5 separate regions of the Mus musculus genome follow, and regions 2, 3, 4 and 5 are each linked to region 1. A link is a contact called in public ChIA-PET, HiChIP or PLAC-seq and promoter capture Hi-C data. All regions are on one chromosome and are shown on one strand. The core of a region is the stretch at or near the end of the contact, and the rest is flanking DNA. Distances in the headings are between cores, read along the strand shown.

The links. Promoter capture Hi-C pulls out the DNA fragments that hold promoters and counts their contacts. ChIA-PET counts read pairs in DNA pulled down with a chosen protein or histone mark. HiChIP or PLAC-seq counts read pairs in DNA pulled down with a chosen protein or histone mark.
Region 2: an H3K4me3 HiChIP or PLAC-seq map of embryonic stem cells shows a contact between it and region 1, with 4 times the contacts expected there. The contact joins the promoter of Lingo1 here to the promoter of Tspan3 in region 1. A contact is called at or near these places in 7 of 39 promoter capture datasets (the 3T3-L1 cell line, cranial neural crest, embryonic stem cells and 2 more), 2 of 15 datasets of contacts at CTCF or cohesin (embryonic stem cells and large pre-B cells), 2 of 484 Hi-C or Micro-C datasets (bone marrow-derived macrophages and embryonic stem cells), 10 of 115 datasets of contacts at active chromatin or transcription factors (craniofacial prominence, embryonic forebrain, embryonic hindbrain and 4 more) and 2 of 9 other capture datasets (adipose tissue and macrophages).
Region 3: a contact with region 1 is called in a promoter capture Hi-C map of neutrophils, with 6 times the contacts expected there. The contact joins the enhancer-like site here to the promoter of Tspan3 in region 1. A contact is called at or near these places in 16 of 39 promoter capture datasets (the 3T3-L1 cell line, 3T3-L1-derived adipocytes, the C10 cell line and 10 more), 2 of 484 Hi-C or Micro-C datasets (the HL-1 cell line and bone marrow-derived macrophages), 11 of 115 datasets of contacts at active chromatin or transcription factors (the 230-238 cell line, bone marrow-derived macrophages, craniofacial prominence and 5 more) and 4 of 9 other capture datasets (adipose tissue, embryonic stem cells, liver and 1 more).
Region 4: a contact with region 1 is called in an RNA polymerase II ChIA-PET map of memory CD8 T cells, with 54 read pairs. The contact joins the enhancer-like site here to the promoter of Tspan3 in region 1. A contact is called at or near these places in 7 of 39 promoter capture datasets (the 3T3-L1 cell line, cranial neural crest, embryonic stem cells and 3 more), 3 of 115 datasets of contacts at active chromatin or transcription factors (bone marrow-derived macrophages, embryonic stem cells and memory CD8 T cells) and 3 of 9 other capture datasets (adipose tissue, liver and macrophages).
Region 5: an H3K4me3 HiChIP or PLAC-seq map of bone marrow-derived macrophages shows a contact between it and region 1, with 7 times the contacts expected there. The contact joins the enhancer-like site here to the promoter of Tspan3 in region 1. A contact is called at or near these places in 7 of 39 promoter capture datasets (the C10 cell line, cranial neural crest, embryonic stem cells and 2 more), 4 of 115 datasets of contacts at active chromatin or transcription factors (T-cell acute lymphoblastic leukemia, astrocytes, bone marrow-derived macrophages and 1 more) and 3 of 9 other capture datasets (adipose tissue, embryonic stem cells and liver).

What each region holds. Positions count from the first base shown.
Region 1 is chr9:56,159,662-56,162,361 of GRCm38.p6, reverse strand. It overlaps Tspan3 (tetraspanin 3), which reads left to right and starts at 1,292. Exons shown (of 7, transcript NM_019793.3): 1 at 1,292-1,562. The coding sequence starts at 1,500.
Region 2 is chr9:56,634,371-56,637,070 of GRCm38.p6, reverse strand. Lingo1 (leucine rich repeat and Ig domain containing 1) reads left to right here and starts at 1,423. Exons shown (of 2, transcript NM_001311076.1): 1 at 1,423-1,996. The coding sequence starts at 1,991.
Region 3 is chr9:56,504,671-56,507,376 of GRCm38.p6, reverse strand. No RefSeq gene overlaps it. Among named protein-coding and RNA genes, the nearest start is that of Gm31529, 74 kb to the left of the region's middle. Within about 2 kb of position 1,251, at least 268 of the 459 cell types and tissues checked have an H3K27ac peak or open chromatin away from gene starts, as enhancers often do. A contact at or near this core is called in 3T3-L1-derived adipocytes, the HL-1 cell line, adipose tissue and 13 more, where this site is marked.
Region 4 is chr9:56,464,100-56,466,799 of GRCm38.p6, reverse strand. The region is part of intron 1 of Hmg20a (high mobility group 20A); the gene reads right to left. Among named protein-coding and RNA genes, the nearest start is that of Hmg20a, 47 kb to the right of the region's middle. Within about 2 kb of position 1,294, at least 178 of the 459 cell types and tissues checked have an H3K27ac peak or open chromatin away from gene starts, as enhancers often do. A contact at or near this core is called in adipose tissue, bone marrow-derived macrophages and memory CD8 T cells, where this site is marked.
Region 5 is chr9:56,597,675-56,600,374 of GRCm38.p6, reverse strand. No RefSeq gene overlaps it. Among named protein-coding and RNA genes, the nearest start is that of Gm26868, 7.6 kb to the left of the region's middle. Within about 2 kb of position 1,349, at least 17 of the 459 cell types and tissues checked have an H3K27ac peak or open chromatin away from gene starts, as enhancers often do. A contact at or near this core is called in bone marrow-derived macrophages, where this site is marked.

The DNA of each region.
Region 1 (2,700 bases), core at 43-2,542:
CACCTGTCACTCAGTACAGTGTTCTAGGTCTGACCCAACCATCGCGTCTCATGTCTGCTTGCCTCTTTGCTCATGGTATATCTACCCTCTTCTACTGGAATGAAAACCCCACATGGGCAAGCATTGTCTTCTTCCTCATGGTGGAATGCCATCACCTAGAATAGGTGCAGAGTGAGGTCTTGGGAACATGAGTGGGTCTTTGATAACATGGACATTGCTTGATACAGATGAATAGGATGCTGAGGTGCTTGGGTATTTCTGTGAATGCCCAGGGAAGATGATGAACCAGGGAGGCTACAGGAAAAAGAGATGTTTGAGGACAGGTAAAGAGGTCCCGAGTAAGGGAGAGTGCAGGACAGTGGCAGAAGTACTGTGTGTGGCTGAGGTGGCTTCTGCATTAGATCACTCTTCTATGTGTGGCTGCAGGCAAGTTTGGCATCCTTTCTAACCCTTAATTACCCTACCAGTAAAATTAGTCTGACAGTCATCTGAAGCTGGGGGAGGGGTAGTGGCATGAATGAACTAATAGTTAAAAGAAGCTAATATGCATGCAGCCAGCAGAGCGGAGGTCACATTGCCACCAAAGCTGATGACCTGGGACCCACAGGGTGGAAGTAAAGAACTGACTCCCAAAGTTGTCTTCTGACCTTTACTTCTGTGCTGTGGGATGTTTGTGGGTGCACACGCACATGCTCACACAGACACACACACACAGACACACACTCCGTTTTTATTTTTAAGGTGCTAATTGCTACCATTCATTTAAGATTACAGGAAAGAGCGCACATGTCAACATGTATGAAGATGTATCTGTAATTGCAAATCTCAGTCCAAAGAATAGAGCTGAAAGGGTGGCTGCCTTGCCCAACCATCTCTGCTTTGCTAGTGCGCCAGTGTTTTCTCCTTTCCTGATGATTTTTTTTTATCAGAGCTAGCAGAGCTTCTGGCATACTAAATTCTTCATAATCGTGTGTTGATGTCCACCGTATTTCTTCCCAACTTATATGGGGTGCTGCTTAGGTATCATGCAGTCACGAAAATCCTCATGTGAGGTGGGTCTTTCTAGGGAAGAGTAGTTAACAGAACAGAATTCTGTGGTCTTCCAGTCATTTGGTCTTGTAAAAGTAACTCAATAAGACGGGGAACGTGTTTGTCCCACTAGAAATTCCCCAGAAGAGGATTCTACACTCAAGGACGGTCAGAGGCCAGAAGAAAAGGCGCGGAGGCGTCGGCTCCTTTAAGAGGCGAGGCCACCTCGTTCTCCGCGGCGCTGATTGGCAGAAGCGGCCGCAGACGCGGGACTTAGTTGCCTGGGAACGGCCTAGGGGGCCTGCGGCGGGCTGCACGCAGCTGCGAGGTGCTTGCTGGGGCGGCGCGGGGGTCTGCGGGAACGCGGCTCGGGCCCAGCAGTTCTCAGCAGAGCCGCCGGCGCCATTGCCTTCTCGCTCGGTGAGCGCCGCTCCGCTCGCCCAGCCGGGCCTCCGCCGGCCGCCGGCACCATGGGCCAATGCGGCATCACCTCCTCTAAGACCGTGCTGGTCTTCCTCAACCTCATCTTCTGGGTGAGCTGGCGGGGAGACCGGACAGGGGAGGCCTCTGTGCGGCGCGTGGGGACCAGGCGGGCGCGGGAGCCGGCCGAGGGGTCGCCCGGGCCCTGCGGCCTCGGAGCTCTTGGTGAGGTCCTTCCAGGGCCCAGCAGAGGCCAGGACGGTGCCGACCGGAGGTCCCGGGGGGCCTCCGGTCCGCTGGCACGGTGCCAGGGTTACGCGGGTCGCCGCGGCGTGAGCCTGCGGGTCGCTCTGTTCTCAGGGCTGAGTCTGTCGGGACGCCAGGCCCGAAATGGGATACTCCCCTGTGAGTCGGGTCCGCTGTCTTTGTCTGAGTCCTCGCAGAGCCAGCGGCTGTCCCCAGGTCATGTAGCAGCTACGTGGGGACGCCTGTCGAGTCCCGGGCCAGGAATTTCGGCTTAGAGCTCTTTGTATAGAGTTGGTTGGCTGGTAAGCAGCCCAGAAAACGGAAAGGATTCAGCGTGAAACAGCAGAGCATTTCTTTGATCAAGAAAATCGCTGTTGTGGGGATGGGTAGCCTGAGGTTATAAACCCTTTTAAATGTATCAGCTGCCAGGAGATTTTTAAAGCAACCAATTCACTTCTATAAAAGGTTGCTCTTTGGAGGGGCTCGGGAAACCTGGCCCCAGAGAAAGTGCTTATAACCGACCTGTCTTGAGTCAGGTCATTATCTCACCTGGGACTTTTTACTAACCTGTTGTTCTTTGGCCCTCTCCTCCGTCTTGAATCCTTCTGGACTTTGCACCAGGAAAAAAAACTATCAAAAATGTCGTCTATCACATCTTTTTTTGTTTCTTAAAAAAAAAAAAAAGAACAGCTTAATATTAGAACAGTTCAACCTTTTTACTTTGGTACTCTTACTTAAAGTCTGGTAGTGTACTGCAGTATGACCCACACACTACTGTTGGGTGTTTTCTGATAAATTATTAATTATGGGCACACTACTGGTGATTTGGGACCCAACTGACCCTCAGGTTCTCAGGCTGGGATCAAGTTTCCTTTTTCCCAGGTTTGTTATAAACATTTGCCATGGGCAGTTTTCCCTGTCCACAGTACTCAGGATAGTCTTTGAACAGTCCCACTGAGCATACTTTAGTATATCATCACCCACCCCCACCACTTCCCACTCAGC
Region 2 (2,700 bases), core at 174-2,673, 470 kb before region 1:
GTGTGTAAGGCTGGTCTGTGGAAATCAAGACAGTGCTGGGGGTGGGAACTTGAAGCTGGCCTCTCCAAGCCAGCCAGGTATCTCCGAAATGTCAGTCTGGTTCCTTGGAAGGAGAACGAGGTACTGGGAACGGGATCCTTGCCCACCCCAGAAAGACAGGCCTTGCGCTGGTCTCTTCCTGCCCTGCTCAGCTTCCTTCTTTGCCTGCCTACAAACTATCGGGAGTGCTGAGGTGCTAATGGGGAGAAGGGAACTCTGCCTTGTGGTGTCTTCATTGATGGTTATTCTAATCAATCTGGCATGGTTTTAAGGGGCATCTGGCTTCAAGCAGATGGAAAGAGGTGCAGTAGATAGATGAGGTCCCAACGGGTTGCCTGCCTACACCGCAGCCCTTGCCAGGCCACCCTGCCAGGCTAGTCTCTGATCTGTGGCCCAAGAAGAGTTTGGGTCTCTATGTAAAGGTCTTGTTCTGTGGAGCCATCTGAAGATGTGGTACCCACCAAACTCAGTATTTATTTTAGGGAGTTAGATGGTAAATAGCTAAGCCCAGACCGAGGATCTATACTGCCCTCTGCTGGTCACTTGGTAGAGTGCCACCGTCCGGAGCCTGGCAGATAGGCCTGCTGCCCTCTGCTGGACAGGAAACCCGACGGGGAGGGGACTGGGATGCTAAAGCAGATTCTAGACCTGGCCTCCCGGTAGACCCACTTAGCCAGCTCGGCTTCCACATCCCCTTCCTGTGCTTCCCGGCGGCCGGCCTCACCCTAAGATCCCTAGGAAGCAATGGTGGTGGTGGTGTGGTGTGGTGTGGTGTATGTGTGTGTGTGTGTGTGTGTGTGTGGTGGGGGGTGTCCTGGACATTTCGAGAGGAGGGGTCAAGACCTGACCCTCCTCAAGCTGTCCTCTAAACAACCGTGATCAGGTTGGGGGGTGTGGGGGCTGTCTGTCCACGTGCGTGTGTCGGTCCACACGGCAGTGTGCAGTGACCCCAGTTAACACGTGTGAACACACGCGCTCACATGCACACGCATGTGGCCAGAGACAATCAAACGCGAATGGGTGCACGCACTCTGGGAAGACCGCGGGCTGGGCTGGCTTAAGACTTGCTGGAGCCTGGGACCCAGAGGGGCGCTGCGTGGTGCAGGGCGGGAGCGCGGGGGCGCCGGCCCGGGAGCGTTCTTCGTCTGCGCCCCGCTGCCACTCTCGCTGCGCCCTGGGCGCTGGGCAGCTGCTGGGGCGCTCCTCCATCTTCGTCCGGTTCTCTGAAAGAAGGACCCCCACCCAGGTTTTGCGGCCGCGCCTTCTCTCTCCTCCCCCGCCCGGCTCCAGAGCTCGCTCACTAGCTCCCTCCCTCCCTCCCTCTGTCCCTCCTCCCTCCCTGGCTCGCTGCTCGCTCCTCTCGCTCCCTCCCCACGCCGCGGCAGAGCGCGGAGCCCGAGCGGGAGCCGGCGCGGGAGCCGGAGCGGGCGGCAGCTCAGGAGGCGGCCGGACCTGGACCCGTCCCGGTCCCGGAGCGCGCGGAGTCCCCACCCGCGCCGCTCGGGCCCCTCTCCCGACGCGGGGCTCAGAGCAGCATGCGCGGCAGCTGCCCACCGGTCCCAGCCCTGGCCCCGGCCCCGCTGCAGAGAACGCCCGGCCTCGACCCCGGCCCCAGCGGTAGAGGCGGTGGCGGCCGCTCCCGGCCGGCCCAAGGGACAGAGCCAGGCTCCGGGAGCCCGCAACACTCGTCCTGAGAGCCCCGGCTCCTCAGCCCGCTACGGCCAGGGCCTCGGCCTCCGCCCCCGACTCCCGAGCTCCTGCCCTAGAGTCGACTGGGCTCCCGCCCGCGTGGGACAGACAGACGGACAGCCAGCCCTGCGAGGGCGCGCGGACCGGGCGGAGGTGTTGTAGGAGGAGACCGAGGAGGGGGGCTGGGCTGGGGCTGGGGCCGCGCCGGCAAGAGAGACATGCGATTGGTGACCAAGCCGAGCGGACGGACAGCGCGCCCGAGATGCAGGTGAGCCCCTCCGTCTTGGCCGAGCCCGAGTCGGCAGCCCTGCGGCGAGCTGGGAGCTGGAAGCTGCTGTCGGCCCAGGCTTCACCCTCATGGGGCTATGTAGGGCACCTTGTACCGCCCAGACCCCCTTTGGGGTCGCAGGCCTGACCCTCAAGTTTCAAATGATTTTCCCATTTCCGTTCCGCTGGTCCTAACAGATCCCTGGTTGGCAAGCTGGGACCCGTGGTCAAGGAGAGATCCCTACCATTCCTTTCCATTCCTGCCCTGGTGCCCCCTAAATCATCCTCCCATTCTGGGCAGTGGTCACCCAAGAGGATATGTTCTCTCAGCTCTGGGTGAGTCCCTTTCGGTGGACCAGAGACCACTCCCCAGCCCTGGCTAATACCCTTAAGCTTGAGGACACAGCTAGCAAACAGTTTCTCCCCAGGCTCTAGGATTGCCCCTCTCTCCACAGGAACCTTGTCAGCCTCTTTCTGGCTCCTTTCTCGCTCCGCCTGGATGAAAGGGAGGTGGAGGGCGGAAGAAAAGGGAGGGGGGAGTCCAGTTGAGGAAGACCCAGGAACCTTCGGGGCTCCCCTTTGTCTTCGTTCAGCCGGGCTTCTCACCTCCTCCTGCCCCACTTTTCATTCCTAGGGAAATGGGTGGGAAGTGGGAGCCTGCTGAGAAGGGGGGAGGTGAGGAAGGAGCCTCCTGTGTGTGTCCCC
Region 3 (2,706 bases), core at 2-2,501, 350 kb before region 1:
GAATTTAGATGCTATTTATTGTATTTCCTTTTATCAGTCAAATGATTTTCTTATTTCCCACGTAGATAAAGATCTTGCGCTCCCAGCTTCGGCTTGTTGACCTTGTCAGGACCGCTGTGCTGTCTGGAAATTGGTCCCAGAGAGAGAGAGAAGGGCATTGTTGTTAGGGGCTGTTTGGTGGTTTGGGTTTTCAGTCCTCCCAGCAGAGAGGAGCTCAGTTTGCCAAAAATAAACAAATAAAAATCTTCCCCTCAAAACAGAAACTGATTGTCTTATGCCTTCTATTTTTCTCTTGCAAAACTGAAAGGTTGTCCAATAAGTTTGCTTCAGTAGCTTTCTGCACCTGGCTTGGGAGCTTGGGCAGCGCGCGCGCGCGCGCGCGCGCGCACACACACACACACACACACACACACACTTCTCTCCCTCCCCTCTTTCTTCCTCATTTCTTTTCCTTCACCGTTTCCCTTCCTTTCTCCTCCTCTCCCTCTCTTCTTCCTCTTTATCTCCCTCCTTCTCTCTCCCTCCTCCCTCTCTTCCTCCCTACGCCCTTCCTTTTCTCCCATTTTCTACCTCTTTCCTCTCTCCTTCTCCCCTTCTCTCCTTCTCTCGCTCTCTGTCGTTTCCCCTCCCTCAACCCGGCGAATCGACTCTGGCAGTGCTGCAGAGCCTTCTTCTTGGCAGGAAACAGGGCAGAGGGCGGGGCCTCCCTCTGTCTGTGTTGCCAGCTCCTGGAGGTGGAGATGCCAGTATGCCTGAGCTGAGCCATGGCAGCTTCCACTCTGCTGGAAGCCTCGGAGGCAGCCAGGCCTCTGCCAGCGCCTTCCAAGGGCACAATGAGGCCACAGGGCTGCCTCTCGGCCAGAGGCCTCCTCGTGGGCACGCTGCCCCTATTGTCTCGCCTGGCTTGGGATTGCTGGCTAGGTTCTCATGCAGAAGTCAGCGCCACTGCCTCTCACCTCGGAACTAGCTCAGCAGATGCTGCGGGAGGCTGGAGTTTTATAGCAAATCCTCATTTTTGGCTGGCTCGCAGCTACAGAACATCAAAAGAACCAGCTAGTCCGAGGGCAGCCAGCCTCTTGCAGGCTCGCAGTGGGAAGAAAAAGGAGGTGCAAGGCCTCCAGCATGCCACGGTGAGCCAAGGTTTTAACCAGGAACTTGCTTTCCAGACCCCTCGGGTCCTTTCCCTCCACCGCGGTGCTGTCTGATCTGGACAGCAGAGGGCGCTGCTTCCTCTGACAGCACAGCGACCCAGTCTGGCTTCCCACATCTGGAAATGGGCTCTACCACTCTTACGAAATACCAGAGAGCCGGGGATCTGTCTGTGTGAGACGTGCTGGCACCCGAATGCACACGCATACACATCATGAATTCCACTTTCTCATGAGTTAGATTTCCCGTGAAGAGCGCTTGTGGAATGTGGGGAATTTGCCTTGCCAAGGCGGCCAGCACATCCTATTCTTGGGCTTGTCTGGCCCAGGTTGGAATGCTTGGATGGACCACCCTCTGGTCTGAAGCCTTTACCCTCCCCTCCCACGTGGAGAGGGGAAGAAAAATGGGAGACCTCCCAGATCTTTTTCTCAAGGGAAGAAAATTAAAAATGTTCAGCGCTGACCTTATAGGCCTTCCTGATGAAAGCAGATGTGGACAGCCAAGCAGCTTCCTAATTACAAGAGATTAGGAACGCCAAAGTGACAAGCCAAGGATGGAGGAGGACAGGGCTGAAGCCAGCCAAAAGCCCTCGTTGCTATTCTGAGTCTGCTCTCCAGACTTCTGAAAGCTGCATGCATTTAAATGTCCACATTTTCTGCAGAAGCCAGAAATCTCTACTTCTCTTGGCCAAACAACACATCAGTCTAATATGGTGTGAGAGAAATATGTTACATTCTTTTATGAACAGAATGTTAACATCAACCAGAATCAATATTTATATCCAAGAACACAATGAACTGGCTTGTTTTGGACTGCACGAGTTTAAGACTGGGACATTGGGAAAGAGTGGGGGGCCCTTCCCTCCCCACCCCTGAAAGACAGACAGGCTGAGGCTCAGGCATCCCAAAAGCGTTCTGCTTGGAAGTCTGGCCTTGGGTCCTTTCCCTGCCCTGCAGGGCTCCTGTCTCTTGGGATTGTAAGAAGAAACCAGAGCAGCAGGCGAAGCCGGATTCCATGATGAGGTGCAGGATGTGAACCCGCATCCTGTAGGCAGGTCAAGGCCTCCTCCTGTCAAGCTAGGAGAGAAGGGCCAGGGCCAGGCCTGCATCCGGCCTTTCCTGCTGAACTCAGACTACTAGGTGCTGACACAGGACAGAGGGACACTCGGAAGCTGACAAGGACCAGAAGGGAGTGTTGCCCCTATGTAGGTGGATTTTTTTTTTTTTTTTTTTTTTTGGACCAGGCAGTTACTTTCAGGTGAGGCAGGGGCTGGGAAAGAGGCCGAAGCATCCCTACCTCCATCAAATAAATGTCTTTATTCCTTCACATTGACTTTTTTTTTTTCTTCCAACTTTTCCTCCTCTGGAGTCAGCTACTTGCTCCCTGCATGTAAAATCTTTACCTAATTAAAACAAAAACAAAGGTCTTTCCCAGATGATCTTGTGTTTCCTGGCAACACTGAATCTCAAAAGGGAACTTCCTCTCCACCCTCGCAACCCATGGACTCAACGGGGGCTCCTTTTCCCCAGCAAACCAGCCCTCTTGGTTTTGTGATGA
Region 4 (2,700 bases), core at 45-2,544, 300 kb before region 1:
ATCATACAAATAAATGTAAACAAGCCCAGTTTTAATAAGCATGGCATACTTTGGAAAATCTTTTATTCATGCTCTAAACTGTTTTTTCCCATTCTTCCCCCCTCTTTCTTCCTCCTCCTCCTCCCCCTTTTTCATTGAATATTTTCTTTATTTATATTTCAAATGTTTTCCCCTTTCCAGGTCTCCCCTTCGGAAGCCCCTATCCCATGCCCCCTCTCCCTGGCTCTATAAGGGTGCTCCCCCACCCACCCACTATCTTCCCTGGCATTTTCCTACATTGGGACATCGAACACCTTCAGGCCTGAGGGCCAGTCCTCCCACTGATGTCCAACAAGGCCATCCTCTGCCACATATTTGGCCAGTGCCATGGGTCTCTACATGTGTACTCTTTGGTTGGTAGTGCCATCCCTGGGAGCTAAGTGGGGGTTGGGGGAGGGTCTGGCCAGTTGACACTGATGCTTCCTCCATGGGGTTGCAAACCCCCTCAGCTCCTTCAGTTCCTTCTCCAGTCCTCCATCGGGAACCCCACGCTCAGTCCAATAGTTGGCTGCGAGCACCTGCCTCTCTATTTGTCGGGCTCTGGCAGAGCTTCTCAGGAGACAGCCATATCAGGCTTCTGTCAGCAAGCACTTCCCGGCATCCACAATAGTGTCCAGGATTGGTGGCTGCATATGGGGTGGATCCCTAGATGGGGCAGTCTCTGGATGGCCTTTTCTTCAGTCTCTGCTCTACACTTTGTCTCCATATTTCCTCCTGTATTTTGTTCACCCTTCTAAGAGGCACTGAAGCATCCACATTTTGGCTTTCCTTCTTCTTGGGCTTCATATGGTCTGTGTCTCTAAAGTGTTCTTTAAGAAAGTAAACAACTTTAACTTATTATTGTTGTGTGTGCATTGCATGTGTGTGTGTGTACCACGGTTTTTGTGTGGAGGTCAGAGGTTGTTTTTCCACTGTGAGGTCTGTGCAGCAAGTGTTTTTACCCACTGCCCCATCTCCCCAGGCCATCAAAAGCATTCCTTTCCTGTAGAGATTTTTAGGTGGAGTGACCTAGAGGGGCTGAAACCTTGAGCAAGATATTTAGCCAATCACTTCAAGCTAAGATTTCACCATTGTGGACAGAGACAAAACTGCTGACTTAACTTACAAAGCTTAACTGACTTAACTTACTGAGAGGGATTAAGCTGAAAGTACTTCATAAACAGGCTACGACAGCAAGCGTTTGGAGAAGTACTATACGCAGTATTATTATTACAACACTACCAGCTCTTAGTCCCTCATGAATCATGCTCGGATTACATGGCAACAAACCGAGCCCTTCAAAAAGGAAATAGTGCAAAGGAAGCAGAGGGCGGAAGGCACACTGATGTGGTTCTGAGTCAGAGAAACCACACTTCCAGGTCAGAAACGTGCACCACTTCACTGCCACAACGCACAGCACGAATAGCATGCACCTGCGTCCAGCAAACAGCTCGGCTTAATTGAAGAAAACATATAAATCACAGGAGCCTGAGGTTATCGGACTGCAAGGATAAAAGGACAAAGAGACAAAGAGAGTAATTTCATTTAGCATATCTCTACAGAGAAGGATTTTTCCCTTTCAAGGTTTACCACCGAGGGCTTCACCCCATACAGTTAAAAGCAGCAGCCGCCGCCAATTCATCACGAAAGTGATATTCACACAAAACACTCAATAGTGACCCCAAACATCAGCCCCTTAAGTGGAACTGCAAAGCACTCAAGAGAGAAGGCGGCAATCAGTGGGTGAATTGAGATGTGAAGGAGGGATTTTACTGAGGCGGCCCTGGGCAGTCCTCCGTGCTACTGGGGAGGGGCGATTAAGGCCAGCACAGCAGCCAGAGCCAGCCAGTGTTCATCCTGGGGGGGGGCGGGGGGGGGAATCGGAACAGCTGCAGGTGATGCCGCCCCACATTCACACCGCTCGATGGTTTAATTCCCAAACACTAATACTGACGCTTTATTTCTTGTCTTAGTTGAGTTCACGTCTAAACGTATTATTTAGCAGACCAAGATCCATCCATAGCTGAACATGACAAAAGAAGCTTCTCTATTTATCTTGGGAACTCCGGCACACAGGAAGCCTGGAGGCAGAGGAGGCAGGCCTTCATGCCATGTGCAGAAGCTTGAGAGCATCTTCAGTTTCTTCAAGACAAGGTATTTTTTTACAGTGGAATGGCTCTAACAAGTACTGGAGAATTCCACTTGTTTTCTAGAATGATCCCAACTCACATATACCTAAGTTTTAATTCATATTATTTAAGACCAGACGAGAGGTTACCAATCCAGTGTTAATAATGTTCATTTAACTTGGTTCCTTCCCCACAAAGAGAGAGAGATACCATAGTCTAACAGTCACACAGCCTCCAGCCTAAAAAGGACTTGGTCAATGTATTTCTAAAAGTGTCCCTAGAAGTCACTGGCCTTCCAAGAGCCTCAGAACTGGGCATCTGAAGCTTTTTGGCACCATTTCCACATTCCTAAAGGGATATATTATTTGGCAGAGAACAAATTAAGTGTTTTTTTTTTTTTCCTCACTGTGTCAACATGGCCTTCTTAAGAGTGTTTTCCAGATATCTTAAGTCAGTTTTTGAAGTGTAGGGGGACAGCTGGATAACACAACCTTAACAACATATAAACAGACCACATAAACAAAGGAAGTTCAGAGAACACACTTTCCACCCC
Region 5 (2,700 bases), core at 100-2,599, 440 kb before region 1:
TGTGTGTGTGTGTGTGTGTGTGTGTGTGTGTGTGTGTAAGTCACAGGACACCTTTTGGAGTTGCTTCTCTTCTTCCACCTTTATACAGGATCAAATTGAAGTCATCAGGTGTGCACAGAGAGTGCCTCAACTCTCCAAGCCATCTCCCTGGCCCTCCAAGTTTCATAAGCTGGGTGTGTGGTGGCCCATACCTGCAAGTCTAGCACTCAGGAACCTGAGCTTGGAGGACAAAAAGTGATACAATCTAGGAGTCTTGAAATAATACAGTCTAAGGGTCTTGGTCCGGTTCATTTTCTTTGCCAGTTAAAGAAGTAAATGCCAGGAGAGATTTGAACCGCAACAGGTGGCAGCAGAGAAACCTCAAGCTCCGCAAACAGAACCAGCAGTTGAAGGAAGGTGTTTGTTGTGGGTGAGGAAACACACATGCAGACACCACAGAGAAAAGACTCTGCAAAGCAGAGGGGAACTTGGGAAGCCAAGAAATCTTGTCTCTTCTCCAGGGCTGGGCTTTTAAAGCCTCCGGAGAGTTTTCCTCCCTACTTTAGGGTTGGTCAGTTAAAGACAGGATGGTTGATTGATCTACAGCTGGTGTGAGCAGGCCTTGACTTGTTGAGCCAGTCTATCAGCAGGGGACCTACTGCTGGAGACAAAAGCTATCAGGCTTTTGTTTCAAGTCAGGAGGATGAGGAAGATGGTGGCAGTCTTGGAAACTGACCACATTCATTACCTAACCACAGCCCCTCTGTCTGTGTCTGCCTACCAGGGAGTCTTTCTAACTCTTGATCTCTCAAAAATTCAAACCTGGGATACATAGCAAGATTCCGTCTCAAAAACTAAAAACAGTAACAACTGAAACAAGAATTATATTACAAGAGAGGCACAGTGGTGCATGCCTTTGACTCCAGCACTTGGGAGGCAGAGGCAGGTAGATCTCTGAGTTAAAGGCAAGCCTACATGACAGCAAGAACTACATAGAGAGATGCTATCTCAAAAGAAATACAATTTAAAAAATAAAATAATTGTATCACAAAGAATATACAAGGTAAACACAAAGAAGTCAAAACAGAAACCCTACTTTAAAACATATATAACATATATAAGGTCTAGTTTCTAACCCGTCATAGCCACACACATAGAGGCAGGACTCAGTACTGGCTGGCACTCCCTCTGTAGGCTCCAGTCAGTTTGCCTTCCATGGACAGGCTCCTTGACTCCCAGGAGCATATTGACACCAAAGACTCCAAACCTGCTTCCCAGCAGGAACTACCGGCCTTTCCCACACAGAGCACTTCCTCTTCCACAGCCTATGTTGCTCTGAGGTCAGGGAGTGGGTGAGTTCCTGTCGCTGTCCTCCACTCCAAAGCTGCAACAGCTGGAAAGGATGATGGTGGCTCTGGCCTCAAAACAGATGGTAAGAGACAGTACTTAGAGCGTCATCTCCAGGATGACACCCCCAGCTCATGGCTGGGTCCCATGTCCTATAGGGTGGAAGAGGTAGGAGATCTGAGCACAAATATGCCTTCAGGAGCAGAAGGAACAACAGCCTTCAGGGAAGTACAACCATTCATTCATCCACTTATCAAATGTTTACTGAATGCCTACTATGTGCCCGACAGTGTGCATACTGTATGAGTCATTAGGGACACAATGAAACACAGAACTGACAGAAGTCCATGTGTTGATCACTCTCACAGCCTAGCAACAGTGACAACAGCAACAGCTACTTCTTGCCAAACTCCAGAGTAAGCAGTCCTGGCTTTGTGGGCCACATATCATCTTTGTGGATTTGTCGGGTATATTTAACTTCTTTATTTTCTCATAATCCCTTAGAGATGTGCTGACTATTCTTATTCCTGGATCACTCCCAAACAGGTGGTTTGCTACGTGTGACACTCAGACCACAGTGCATCAATCCCTGGTGTATTGCAATGCTCTCCAGCTGAAAAGCACCATGGGATTCGGAGTTCATGTTAAATTTCTAGCAGCTACTTTGTAAGAGTTGGGTGAGATTCAATTTTATCGACACAGGCTTCAGTGAGTGATGTTATTAAAATTAAAGATGAGATCCTTTATTCACTTTTTAGCACCAACTCTTCATAACATGATGTGTATTGTATACTTATAGCATGTGGCAGCTCGGACCAGTCACATTTCCTGTGACCAAACAGCCCCCTGTGGCCAGCAGCCTCCATATTGGACAGCACAGGCTGAGTGGGAGAAACAGACAATAAACAAGATAAATAAGTCGGCTATGGCAATATTTGATGATAATCGCTTGAGCTAAAGCTGACCCTATGGCAATATTTGAAAGTGATGAGCGCTATGAAAGAAGACAGAGTGGAGAGGGAGGGGAGCGAGGAACTCTGGGTAGGAGTCCCTCTCATCCTGGAGATTTCACTCAGGCCCAGGGCCTTTCTTTCTCTCAAGTATGTGTATGTGGTGTATGTGTGCGCGCGTGTGTATGTGTGCATGTGTGTGTGAGTGTGTATGCATGTGTGTGTATACACATGTGGAAGTCCAAAGTTGGCAAGTGTCTTCCTTGACTGCTCTCTCCATTTTATTTATGGAGTTGCTCACTGAACCCAGAACTTTCATATTCTGGGTAGCCTAGCAGAAGACTTCCGCGTGTGCTAGCTTTTATGCTTTTGTACGGGTTCTAGAAATCGGAACTCTGGTCCCCACATTTGCATGGCAAGCACT